2 separate regions of the Sus scrofa genome follow, and region 2 is linked to region 1. A link is a contact called in public Hi-C data. All regions are on one chromosome and are shown on one strand. Each heading gives the region's core, a stretch centred on a gene start, on an enhancer-like site or on the middle of the called end of the contact. The rest is flanking DNA. Distances are from core to core; before and after follow the strand shown.

The links. Hi-C and Micro-C count contacts between places; a contact is called where the count stands out from the background.
Region 2: a contact with region 1 is called in a Hi-C map of omental adipose tissue, with 2.1 times the contacts expected there. The contact joins the promoter of RHPN1 here to the promoter of ZC3H3 in region 1. A contact is called at or near these places in 3 of 5 promoter capture datasets (fetal liver, fetal skeletal muscle and liver), 12 of 47 Hi-C or Micro-C datasets (alveolar macrophages, embryonic fibroblasts, fetal heart ventricle and 7 more) and 2 of 2 datasets of contacts at active chromatin or transcription factors (alveolar macrophages and skeletal muscle).

The regions. Positions count from the first base shown.
Region 1 is chr4:1,005,396-1,011,525 of Sscrofa11.1, forward strand. ZC3H3 (zinc finger CCCH domain-containing protein 3) reads left to right here and starts at 4,532. Exons shown (of 11, transcript XM_021090418.1): 1 at 4,532-4,916.
Region 2 is chr4:1,129,531-1,135,882 of Sscrofa11.1, forward strand. RHPN1 (rhophilin-1) reads right to left here and starts at 3,500. Exons shown (of 15, transcript XM_013993565.2): 1 at 3,246-3,500; 2 at 941-1,056. The coding sequence starts at 3,326. TOP1MT (DNA topoisomerase I, mitochondrial) reads left to right here and starts at 4,649. Exons shown (of 19, transcript XM_013993526.2): 1 at 4,649-4,776.

The sequences.
Region 1 (6,130 bases), core at 3,282-5,781:
CCGGTGCTGCTTTGAGAGTAATATGTTTAGGTTTGACAAGAGGCCAAGACGTGGGCCATTTAACCCTGTGTGTGAAGTTGGTTTCCCTCCCAGCGAATGGCCGGTAAATACAACAGGCACTGGGCATTGGCACGAGGAAAGCTGGGGCAGTTTATACCTCGCCCTAGAAACAAGTTCGGGAAATATGGGGCTGCTGCGGAAGCCGACCAGGGGTGAACTGATAGGTCAGGTCCATTAGCCCCAAGGAGTGTGGATGCCACGGCCTCTGTTGCTATTGAGATCTGTTCTTTGATCTGACCACCAGGACGAAAAAGATCTTCTTTAGAAACCTTTGAGAATATAATTTACCGTTGCTAATGAAAAATAGAGCTGAACAAAGAGCTGTCCATAGTCAACAAGCTGGCCCTTTTCTGTTCCATGAGAATTAGGTCATAGTCATAAGTACATTGAATACCGAGAAGTCACGTGCAAAGTACAGGAAAAAAGACCCTCGTGAATGTCCCTTGATACACAGAATCACGAGGACATAGTTGGCGGATTGGAAGGTTAAAAACTATCTCAGGATGCACGACACATAATAGCAGGAAACAAAAATGTACATAAGCTAAGCCTGTCCAAGCAATAAACGAGCCGTCCCACACATGCTGGCTCTGTGTCCATTCTCTCGCCGACGCCGCTCGTCCTCCGGGAAGCCCTGGACCTGCTGGAGCTGGACTCGGGCAGATGCGCCTGGCGCGCGTTTGCTGAGTGTGGCAACGCACGACTTTTCTGTGGCTCCGGACCTGCACCCGGGCAGCCCAGGGCGGGGCGCTCCACTTCGGGGAAGAAAGAAGCCGGCCGAGAAGAGACGGCAGGGAGGGGGCTGTCAGCCAGAGGGGACACGGAGGAGACACGCCAAGGGGCTGGCCTGGGACGGGCAGGAGTCTGGGGCGGGCCAGGCTCTCCGGCCAGGATCGGGATGGGAGGTTCAGCCCCCGGGTTGGTCTCCTCATGCCTAAGAGGGAAATGACCCTGAGAGGTGTCTTGGGAACTCATCCGTGCAACGACTGGCACGGGGCTCGGCGTGCTGCCAAGGGCTGCAGGCACGCTCCACATGTTTCTCCTGTGAACAGAAAAGCTCAACCCTGAGTTTTTAATTTTCTGTGTTGAAGTACAGTTGATTTACAACGTCATGTTCGATTCTGGTGTGTGGCAAAGTCATTCATGTCTGTCTATCTATCTACATATATATTCTCTCATATTCTTCTCCACGTTGCTTTATTACCGGATAGTAAACACGGTTCCTTGTGCTGGACAGCAGGGCCTTGTGGTTCCCCGTCTCATACTCAGCAGGCTGTATCTGATCGACCCCTCCCCTCCCCCTTTCCCCCAGCACTTGATTTTTTTTTTTTTTTTTTTAGAGCTGAACCCACGGCCTGTGGAAGTTCCCAGGCTAGGGGTCCAATCGGAGCTACACCACGGCCCAGCAACACCAGATCCGAGCCATGTCTGTGGCCTGCCCCACAGCTCATGACGATGCTGGATCCTCACTCCCCTGAGCAGGGCCAGAGATCAGACCGGTCACGGATCCTAGTCAGGTTTGTTACCGCCGAGCCCCAACGGGAGCTTCCAGCACCCGATGTTCTTGTTCCTAAAAGGCCTGGCGTGTGTTTCGTTATTTCCTCTGGGGGATATTCTGAAAAGTGAAATTGCTCAGAAGGTATTCAGGTCTTGGCATGTATCGCAAATTGTCCTTCAGGAGTTCCCGTTGTGGCGCAGCGGAAATGAATCTGACTAGTAACCATGAGGATGCGGGTTTGACCTGTGGCCTCGCTCAGTGGGTTAAGGATCTGGTGTTGCTGTAAGGTGTGGCGTAGGTTGCGGACGAGGCTTGGATCCCACGTTGCTGTGGCTGTGGTGCAGGCTGGCAGCTGTAACTCTGATTCGACCCTAGCCTGGGACTTCCAGTGTGCAGGTGTGGCCCTGAAAAGAAAAAAAAAAAGAAAAAAGAAAGTCTATGCCAGCATCCAAAAAGCGAACAGTGCAGTTCCCGTCGTGGCGCAGCAGAAACAATCCAACGAGGAACCACGAGGTTGTGGGTTCGATTCCCGGCCTCGCTCAGTGGGTGAAGGATCCGGCATTGCTGTGAGCTGTGGTGTAGGTCACAGACACGGCTTGATCTGGCGTTGCTGTGGCTGTGGTGTAGGCCGGCAGGTGTAGCTCTGATTCAACCCCTAGCCTGGGAACCTCCACATGCGCTAGGGTGGCCCTAAAAACCAAAAAAAAAAAAAAAGCCAAAAAACAAAAAGCGAACAGTGAGGCGAGGCTCCCCCACCCCAACAAACACAGAAGGCAGGTGTTTTCATTTTTGCCAGCTTGATGGGTGTAACTGTCAAGGTCAGTTTTACGCATTAACTGTGACAGCAGCTACATCCCGTTTCCAGTCTCACAACTCCGGGGGACGAATCCACAGAACCGGCCTGCCCCCACCACCCCAGGACTGAAATCCAGGAGCAGAGAGCTTGCCCGGCCAGAAGACAAGGTCAGGGCAGGACCGCGAATGCGTCAGCCTGTGGTAAGAAATCGCCCCAAATCTTCAGGGTGGAGTCACCGTCCACGGGCAGCTCACGGTTATGAGCTGCCCTAAATCATGACCTTTAGGCTCATCTCTGTGCCACGTGGCACCACCAGAGTGCAAGGACTTTGTCGTTGTTGAACTGGCAACCAACGGCCTTGTGTTTGGCAGCCGCCTGGCTGTCCAGAGGGGCTGTGGTGCTGACTGGGCGTGCGCGGTCCACCCTCCAGGGGCGGGGGGGGGCAGCCCTGGCTGGTTCATCAGGTGATAGGTGCAGCCTTCTCGAGAGAAGCAAGACAGGGCAAGCCCAAAGACGCACTTGCTAAGAGGGCTGGTGAGAAACGCCATCTCTCTCATTCTCTGAGAACTCCCCGAACTCGCCCTCAGCATTTCATCACAGCCTCAGGGTCTTAAACAGTGTTTGTATTGCTGAGGGCCCGAGGCCTGCCGAGCCCTACCTCATGGCCTGAGTGCAGGGGCCACTCTGTTGCCCGGTCTTCCCAGCCTGGTGCCGCCACTGCCCAAGAAGCCCCAGGGGGCCCACCACTGTACGTGGACTGACACTGGCCCCTGGGAGGTAGGAGGCAGGCCTGGGAGCAGGCTGTGGGCTGCACCCTTACCTGCAGGGCACAGTGCGTGTACCCCTTGCACCATCATTGGCATAGGTTGTACCTCTAAGGGTTATAAACCCGCAAAACGTTTTTATTACTTTTATTGAAACTTTTTTTTTAGAGAAAATAAGTAAGAATTTAAAAAATTAACGTGTTTTCCCTTCCCTGTCCTCTTTCCTCATGTAGCTGTTTCCATATTGCATCATTTCCTTTCAGCCTGAAGAATCTCTTTTAAACATTTCCTGTTGCTCAGGTCTGCGGCAGACATTGTCCATTATTTTTTTTGTGTGTGTGGTAAAACATTTACAACATATAAGCTGTCATACAATCATTTTTTTTGCTTTTTCTTTTTTTTTTTTTTTTTTTTTTTTGCTTTTTAGGGCCGCATTCGCAGCATATGGAAGTGTTCAGGCTAGGGGTCAAATCGGAGCTGCAGCTCCCAGCCTACACCATAGCCAGAGCAAAGCGGGATCGGAGCCGCATCTTCAGCCTACACCCTGGCTCATGGCCATGCTGGATCCTTAACCCACTGACTGAGGCCAGGGATCAAACCTGGGTCCTCAAGGATCCTGGCCGGGTTCATTACCACCGACCCACAATATCATTTCTTCGTGTCCAATTCAGTGGCCTTAAGTGCAGTGACAGTGTTGTACGACCATCACCCTACTTGTTTCCACAGCTTGTTCGTCCCGGCAAACGGAAACCGTGTGCCCGGGAGGCACTATCTCCTCCCGTCTCCTCCCTTCAGCCTCTGGTGACCTCTGATCTTCTTCCTCTAATTTTGCCTCTTCCAGATATTTCATGTAAGTGGAACCTCACCATTTTTGTCCTTTTGTACTGGCTCATTTCACTTAGCATGATGTTTTTGAGATTCACTTATGCTGAGCATGATTCGTTCTTTTTCAAGGCTAAATCCTATTCTGTGGTGTGGATGTGTGCGCCTTCACCCCTACAGACACTCGGGCTAGTTCCGCCCTCTGGCTATTGTGAATGGCTAGTGCTTCATCCGCTGTCCTGTTCTCACCTCGTCAAGGTATCTACCCAGAAGTGGACCTGCTGGGTCAAGCCGCGTTCTAGGCTGTTTTTGGCCAAGACCACCGGCACGTGGCAGTTCCCAGAGGGAACAGCAGCGACCCCAGCCGCGGGATCCTTAAGTGGCTGTGACAGAAGGGAACTCTGATTTTAACTTTTTGGGGAACCACCACACTGTTTCTCACGGTGGCTCAGCAACGTACAGGGGTTTTTACAAGCTTTTACAGCCCCAGCAGTGTACAGGACTTCACCCATGTTTTTATTTATTAACTTATTTTGCCTTTTTAGGGCCACACCTGCGGCATATGGGCGTTCCCAGGCCAGGGGTTTAATCAGAGCCGCAGCCGCCAGCCTGCACCACAGGCGCCGCAGCGTGGATCTGAGCCGCCGCTGCGACCTACGCCACAGCCCCCGGCAACGCCGGACCCTTTGCCCACCGAGCGAGGCCGGGAGCTCACGGCTCCTCGGCGGACCCGTTAACCACTGAGCCACGACGGGAACTCCACCCATCCGTTTTATACTTGTTTCCGCCGACACCCCCAGACCGCCCATGTTTCCAGAGGTGTAACCAGCCTCCTCAGGGCCGCCCCATTTTCAGACGTTTCTCCCGGCGACTCGCGCAACAACGACAGAGCCTCTTGGGCCCGCGTTCTACCAGGTCGCTCCCGCTAAGCCCCCAGAGCATAAATCTACGCCGAAGGAACTGCGCTGCGGCTGGGGTAGGGTCTGACACTCGGCCCCTTGCCCAGGCCTGAACGCACGGGAACTCGCAGCGAAGGCGGCCAGGGCGCGGACCAGCGCGGGCGCCGCCAGGCCCCTTCCCGGCGCTCGGTAGTGACGTCGCCCCCCGCCCCGGCTCTGCACGGCGCGGCCCCGCCTCCCCAAGGCGTTGCCAGGGCGACGGCGGGTCGCCCCCTCTCCCTGCGGAGCCCCGGCCCTCGCCCGGGCCTCGCCGCAGTGCGCAGTCTCGGTACCGCCTCGCGCTCCGCCCCGCCCGCGGCGAAGCGGTCGCGCGGCGATGACGTCGCGGGGGCCTGGCCGGGCGTCGCGGACTCCGGAGATGGAGGAAAAGGAGCAATTACGGCGGCAGATCCGCCTCCTGCAGGGTGGGTCGGGTAGGGCCCGGGTCGCTCGTCCCTTTCTTTCCTCTCGCCTCGCGGCGGCCCCCTGCCCGCCTCCCCGAAGGGGGTCGCTCTTCGCCCGCTCTCTCGGCGGCCAGGTCGGGTCGGGTGGGGAGGTAGGTGGGGTCGGGCTGGGGCTAGGGCACCCGGGGGCCTTCCTTGCCGGCCGGGGTCAGCCCCAGCTCGGGTTTCGTCCACCGATGGTGCGGGCGTTTCCGGCGCTGCGGCGGGTGGCAGTGGGGCAGTCGCTTTGTAACCGGCGGGAGGCGGCTCTGTCACCCCCGCGGGCGGGCTGGTCCCCTCGCTCCCGGTGCCCGACAGCGGGCGGCGGGGGTTGGGCTCTGGCGCGGCGGGGGGCCGGGGGGGCCTGTTTCTCCCCTGGAGGCACGGTCAAAAGCTCCTTTTTCTCGTACAGCCGCACTCCTTGATTTTCGGGGCCCAGACTCCCCAGGCTTCAGTTTCCAAACTTTTCCAATTTTAGACCTAAGTTGGTTTTCTATACTTAAAAAAAAAAAAATTCCCCTTTTAAAGTTATACCACAAAGAGAAGACTAAAGGACTTGGAAAGCATATGGGGGAGAGTTCAAGTGGGCTGACCCGCCTCTGGGCCGCTTCCTGGACCTCTGCCATACCTGCCCCTGGCGAGGTGTTCCCAGGTCTGGACGTGGCTCTCTTTGGGCCTAGGGATGGGACGTGTGGTGGGGGAGGTTGTAACGGGAGGGTGGGGGGGGAGGGGCGGGGGCTGAGTATGGTTTGTGGGCTGAGTTGTCACAGCTTGGGTTGTTGGCCTGTGCCCCACTGCACCAGGACGGC
Region 2 (6,352 bases), core at 2,250-4,749, 120 kb after region 1:
CCCAGCTCTGCAGATGGACCCCTGCGCCAGCCTGGGCGCCAGAGCCCACTCCCAGAGTGACGAGCCAGCGGGCTCAGACCCTTAGGGGGACAGCAGCGGGGTCCGGGGTCCAGGACTCACCAGATGACCTCACCCTTCTCTGAAACCCCCTGTGGTTCCCGCGGATTCCTGTCCACACGTGCGTGTCATGACACTGGCCCGAGCACATCGCATCAGAGGCAGGACTCCCAGGGCATGAGTGGCCTCTGCCACCTCCCTCCCCAGGACGCAGCACACAGCTGCCCCCCACAGCAATGGAAGCCAACTTCCCTGGAGGGGTGGGGGTCAGACCCTCTCTGTGGCTGCCCGAGGGGCGGGGGGGGGGTCCCTAGGAAGGCGGGGCTGCTAAGGAAAAGGAGGGCCCCCCAGAGCCCTGTCCTGGAGCTGGCTCTGTGCTCACTGGCTGTGGCTTGAGCAGGCCTGGGCCTCGGGCCATCACCTGTAGCCCAGGCATGTGTGAAGAGCTGGGCACACATGCTGCCATGCACCTCCCCAGTCGGAAGGACTGTTTCCCGGGTCCTCAGCCTTGGGACGCCTGTCACCTGCCGCTAAAAAGTGCCCCAGCTGGTCACCATGTGCATTGGAGTCTCCCACACCGCGTGGGGTGTGGATACCTGCTCCAGCCCAGCATGGCACTCTGCCGGCACTGAGCTCACCCCTGCCAGTGAGGCCCCCCAAGGTGGGAGCTGGCTGCCCCAGCCCCTAGTGGGAGAGCCAGCCCTGCCTCCTGGGAAGCCACAGTCACGGACTCACATGTGGACCGAGAACAGGCAGCCACCGGGGTCACTGCCCTGCCTCCTTTACGCAGGGTGGGCCTGGCTCGCAGGGGCCTCTGGGAACGCGGCACCGCTCTCCTGTGGGGCAGGGGTGGCAGCTGGTACCCCAGGCAGCCAGCACGCACCTGTACAGGTTCTCGGCCCCTGTCCGCATCCGTAGCTCTTTGTTGATCTGCTGGTGGATCCGGGCCCTGCGGCTCTGCAGGGGGTCCCGCTGCATCTGCGCCAGCTGATCACAGCCCTGCAGAGAGGCCGCAGTCATGGGGGCCGGGCCTGGAAGGACGGGGCCCCAGGAAGAAGTTGGGCACATCTGCTGGGGCTCTGGGACTCAGCAGCCCAGCCTGGAGCCCCCACCAGGAGACAGCCGACCGCCCGCCCAGCACACGTCCTCCAGCACTTGCGAATTCCTGGCGTGACCCCCACGACCCATCTCGCCCTCGCAGTTACTCCAGGCCACACGTGTTTAGGTGGGGGGGTGACAGCCAAGGTGCTCACGAAGAGCGATCTTTCAGAGGAAGCGTGCCCTGTGGTCACACACACACACACACACACGGCCGTTTCAGACCCCGTGGGGACTCCAGCCTGTCCCGGCCCCACGCGGGGGGCACTCTAAACAAGGCTCCTGGTGCACGGCCACCTTGGACAACAGCCCAACATCTCCAGACACCAGCATTCTCCGGAGAGGTCAGTCAAGGAGGACTTCCTACAGGAGGAGGCATTCTTCTGGGACTTGAAAGACAGAAGGCTTCCAAGCGGTCCTAGGTGTTGAGGAGAGAACCTGCACCCCACTGACCAACGGGATAGAGAGCAATCAGCCAGGAGGACTCCCCCTCTGGAGCCCCGGGCAGGCCCTCATCTGGAGGTGGACGAGGGCTGGTGTCCCGATGGCACCAAGAAGGGACAAGACAACACAGCCTCCCCCTCCCCGCTCCGCCCTGCTGGCTGGCTGTCTTCCCACAGGCCCTTCTCTGTGGTGCCTCCTGTGCCCACTCCGGGCTCAGGAGGGATGAGCCCAGGGTGTGAGCAGTCACCCCCTGCCAGGAGGCCTGAGACTCAGAGGCAGGGGCAGGCCCCGCCGAAGCCACACCCCTCTCCCTCCCAAGGTCCCACTGCAGAGCTCCAGCAGGTTCTCAGGGCTGTGGAGGACAGCATGGCCATCCGCCTGGGGAGCAGGGCCGCACTCGACACAGTTCATTTGGTCTCCTGTGTCAAGGACTCCTGGAGAGAAGTGTTGGAGGCCGGAGACCGCGGGGTCTCCAGGGAGCTCTGCGGCCAGCACCCCTCAAAGCCTTGCCACCCTAACTCTCCCTGCTGGCAGCAGGCTGGTTGTGTAACCTGGGCGGGCTGAGAGCCACTCTCACAAGTGGTAAAGGGATCTGCCAGCTCGCCCACTTATGGCAGAACCCCCACCTCTGATAAGGCAGCGACCCCAACACACCCTCACTGCTGTGGCCCCGACGGGTGAGGGTCTAGTGGATCCCCCAGAATCCCCAGGAGAAAAATGCCATGGGCAGTGGCCAGAGCTGGCAAAGTGTGGGGATAGCTATGCCAGCACGGGTCTAGGAACAAACCTGCAGGACGGTGGGCAGGGCCAGGCCGCATGCCCCCACCAGGCAGGTGGCATGGGACTGAAACCCCTCGTGGATATGGATGCCCAAAGCCTGGAATAAGCACTGGGGCAGCCTCACGGTGACCCCCAGGGGAGAACCGGGCTCCGGGCTGCAGAGTGAGACAGCCAGGGTGCCTCCTCTTTCCCGAACACAGACTCCAAAGGTCTCCAACCCCCCCAACCCCCCCAGCGATCAGACTTCAGAAGGAGGCAGAGGTGCGGGTGAGGAGAGACAAACACCCAGATGGGAAGTCCTCCAGCCACTTCCTATACCCAGGAAGCTTCAGCCGCCTGTCTCTAGGCCTTTCATCAAGAGATGAGTGCCCCGGGGCAAAGTTGAATGGCCCTAGGGAAGAGAGCAAAGCTAGGAAACGAGTGCCAGGCACGAGGAGCAAACATGAGGGCCACGGGCTGCAACGGACCCAAGCCCAATCGCTGCCACAGAAGCGGTTCCTGGAGCATTGGAGAAAACCACAAGCTGGGCTGGCGCTCCCACCGGTTTCTGGTAAGCGCAGGGCGGAGGTGGGGGTGTGTGTCCCCAAACAGGAGGGAGAGAGAGGAGCACAGGCAGCCAGCCAGCCAACCCGGCTCTGGCTCCGCATGGAGCCCTGGGTTCCCCAGCAGTAAGACCACCTTGCCTCTAGGGGCGAGTGAGATTCTCGGGGACCGGGTGGGTCCGCCCCCGCCCCCGACACTAGCGGTGCGCTCAGACGGGAAAAGCCAGCGTGGGCTCCACAGCCCCGCCGGTGGCAGACAGCCACAGGAGCCGGCTGGGTCTGGGACCCCTCCTCCCGGCGCCCCCTGCCCCCGGGCGCGCCCACCTTGCGGGAGCTGCCAGCCGCCTGCAGCTGAGTGCTCTCCTCGCCAGCGGCCTGGCCATCTGGCCTCTCCTCGGGGACCATCGCCGCCCGCTGCTCGGGCCACGCCCACCTGGAAGCCGATCCCGGCGCAGGGACCCCCGGCGCGCGGGATCCCGCACTGTACTCTTCTCCCGGTGGCCGCCAGGCCGGGTGGAGAGGCGGGGCGCTAGCCGCCGGGCGTGCGAAACTTGTCCAATCGGCGGCGGCAGCGACTCTGACAGACGGAAGCTTCGGCCAACCAGAGCCCGAGGGAGGTGGCTTCGCGGCCAGACCCCGCCCGCCTGCGCCCGAGGAGCCCGGAGGCGGGGGGTGGAGGGGGATGCGGTCGCCCCTGGCAACCGCCGGCGGCGGAAAAGGGAAAAACAAGGCGCGGCGCAGGGCCCTGGGCAACGCGGGTTTCACCCGCCCAGCGGCGGGGCCTCGGGGCGCCGCTCGTAAAGATTCGCCAAGGGGTGGTTAACAGTTTTGCTGGAACAAGCGCCCGTGCAGGTCTCGATGTCCGCTTTTCTCTCTGCGTCGGGACCCAGGCTTCGGCCTGGCCACAGTGCTAACAGCGGTCGGCGCTCCATTGCCATGCCTCTAGATCCTGCTTCCAGAACCTGCCCCTGGAACCCGCCTCTGGAGCCCACCCTTCAGAACGTCCAAAACCCACCCCAAGAACCTGCTGCAGAACTCGCCAGTACAATCTGCTTCCCGAATCATCTTACTTTCACAGCCCGCTTCTAGAACTGACTTGCCTCCGGGACCAGCCTGCCTGCAGAGCTGGCCTGCTTCCAGAATTGGACTCTTTCCGTGCCCTGCTCTCCTGGTGGGTTTGCCCCAGCGTCCGGGTCCTTTCCTGACTTCTCCAGGTATGATGACTCTGGAACACGCTCGTTTCATGCCCGGCTCACCTCAGGGAAGAACACACCCCTTGTAGGGGCAGGAACACCAGAGCATAAGCAGTAACGCGGCTAATCTTTATCACGTTGCCCTAAAGTTCCAGCCTTGCCATCTTCGCCATCACCTGGGTTCCTGCCACGCCTCCGTTCTTCCCCACAGGCTCTTGCTTGATCCTGCAAATCCTGTGAGCTGAGCTGCTTGGGCCGCCCTGGCCATCTGCAACAATAACTACGAAATAAGGGAATCGTTAACTCCCGGGAAAATAAAAAATAACCAGAGACGTATTTGACCTGACTCAGCGGTGTACCACTGTCCTGTGGCATCTTGACCCTGGACAGCTTTTACGAGTTTCTGTGGGGAGGGGAGAGGTGAAAGGTGAAGAAGTGGGTGAGAGAAGCGCCTCGTCCTCCTGAGGCTAAATCAATAGATAAGGCCTGAATTAGAAGCAGAATTCCAGAGGCAGACGCTTGTGGGTGGAATTGCGGAATTTGCAATGGTGGAATTCAACACCGCATTGGCAGCTCAGCGACTTAGGGGAGGTCGCCTCGGGGAGGGCAGCGGGGCTCTGGAGGAGGCTCCTCTTTGGCCGAGTGGTTCCTGTAGAGCTAAGGTTGGTGCGACGCTGCATCTTCTATAACCAGACAGTCCTAAAGCTTGTGTTTTTCAAGAGTGGGTGTCTAGGAGTTGACAAGAAGAAGCATCCCAAAGCGGAGTTCCTTTGTGGCACAGCGGCTAAGGATCTGGTGTTGTCGCTGCCGTGGCTGGGGTCCTGCTGTGGTGTGGGTTTGATTCCTGGCCTGGGACCTCCCTGCCCCCCCCAAAATCTTTCATTTTATGGGAGCTTATTACTATATGATATGATGTATATGTGAAATAAGTATTCTCAGCCAAGAAAATAGGAGGAAGAAAAAGCTAAAGAGGAAAAGCTAGGAATGCTTGTTGTGGCCCTGCGGGTTACAGACCCGACATTGTGTCTTTGAGGATTTGGGTTTGATCCCTGGCCTCGCTCGGTGGGTTGAGAATCCAGCATTGCCACAAGCTGTGGTGTAGGCTGCAGATGCAGCTTGGAACCTGTGTGGCTGTGGCTGTGGTGTAGGCTGGCAGCTGTAGCTCCGATGAGACCCCTAGCCTGGGAACCTCCATATGCTGCGGGTGTGGCCCTAAGAAGACCAAAAAAGTTGGTCAGTCCCTCAGAGGCGCAGTCTGGGACAGAGATTCTCTCGGCTGGGCTTCGCCTCTGACTGCTTGAGACTGAGAGGCGTGAGGCCCTGGAGGCCCTGAGCCGTGACCTTCGGTCTCGAGGGGAGGCCACGTTGCTCCTCCCCTGGGCTCATTTCCAGGGAGGAAGGCGGAGCAGGAGGAAAGCCAGATGTCCCCAAAGCTCCCCCAGACCTTTGTCACCTGGCCACACGTAGCTGCGGGAGAGGCTGGGGAGGTGTCGGCCTTGCTGCCCGAACGCAGTGGGGGTTCTGTCTGGCAGGAGAGCCCGGAGTGGGCTTGGCTTCCCAGAAGGAGTGGCCGCGTTGGAGTGAAAGCACAAATACACCACATTCAGAAAGGAAAGAGAGCGATGAGCGAGACGGGGAGCTGGCACAGACCATGGGAGGACGTTGTGCCAGTAGACGGGCCGGGCCAGAGAAGACGGGCGACTCTGTACCCAAACACACATGGGAAGGGGGGAGCGAGGAGACCAATGACCGTGGAATCAGGTGCTGAGAGGGGCGCCAGGCGCCCCAAGTCCGTCCAGTCCAGATAACAGCTGCTTGCTGTGCTGCTCAAAGGCCCCCAGCCTGTGGAGGGCACCGAGGGCCATGGAGCAGCCGGCCAGGGTAAGGTGCCCACGTCTCCTTAGACGTGGGGACACTGCCCTGATTTCACCCACGCAGCTCAATGACAGATCCTGTTGTTGGCGGGTCCTGTCCAGTTGCCCCTCCCCGGTCACTACAGAATTCACAGGCTCAGGGAAGGATGGCCAAGCAGCCCCAGAGGGCAGAGACCCTGCTGGCGCCTCTGGGTTGTCACGGCAGGGTGGGAACCATGTTGGGGGCTGTGTGGGTCAGGAGCTGGGGGAGGTTAAGCACCTGCCACGCCAGGGAACTGCTGCACAGTCACCATCCAGCCCCAAATGCTGGCGGGACACAGCGAGCCACACTGGTCCCCTTAGTCCCCTTCCTTCAGCCGGTGGT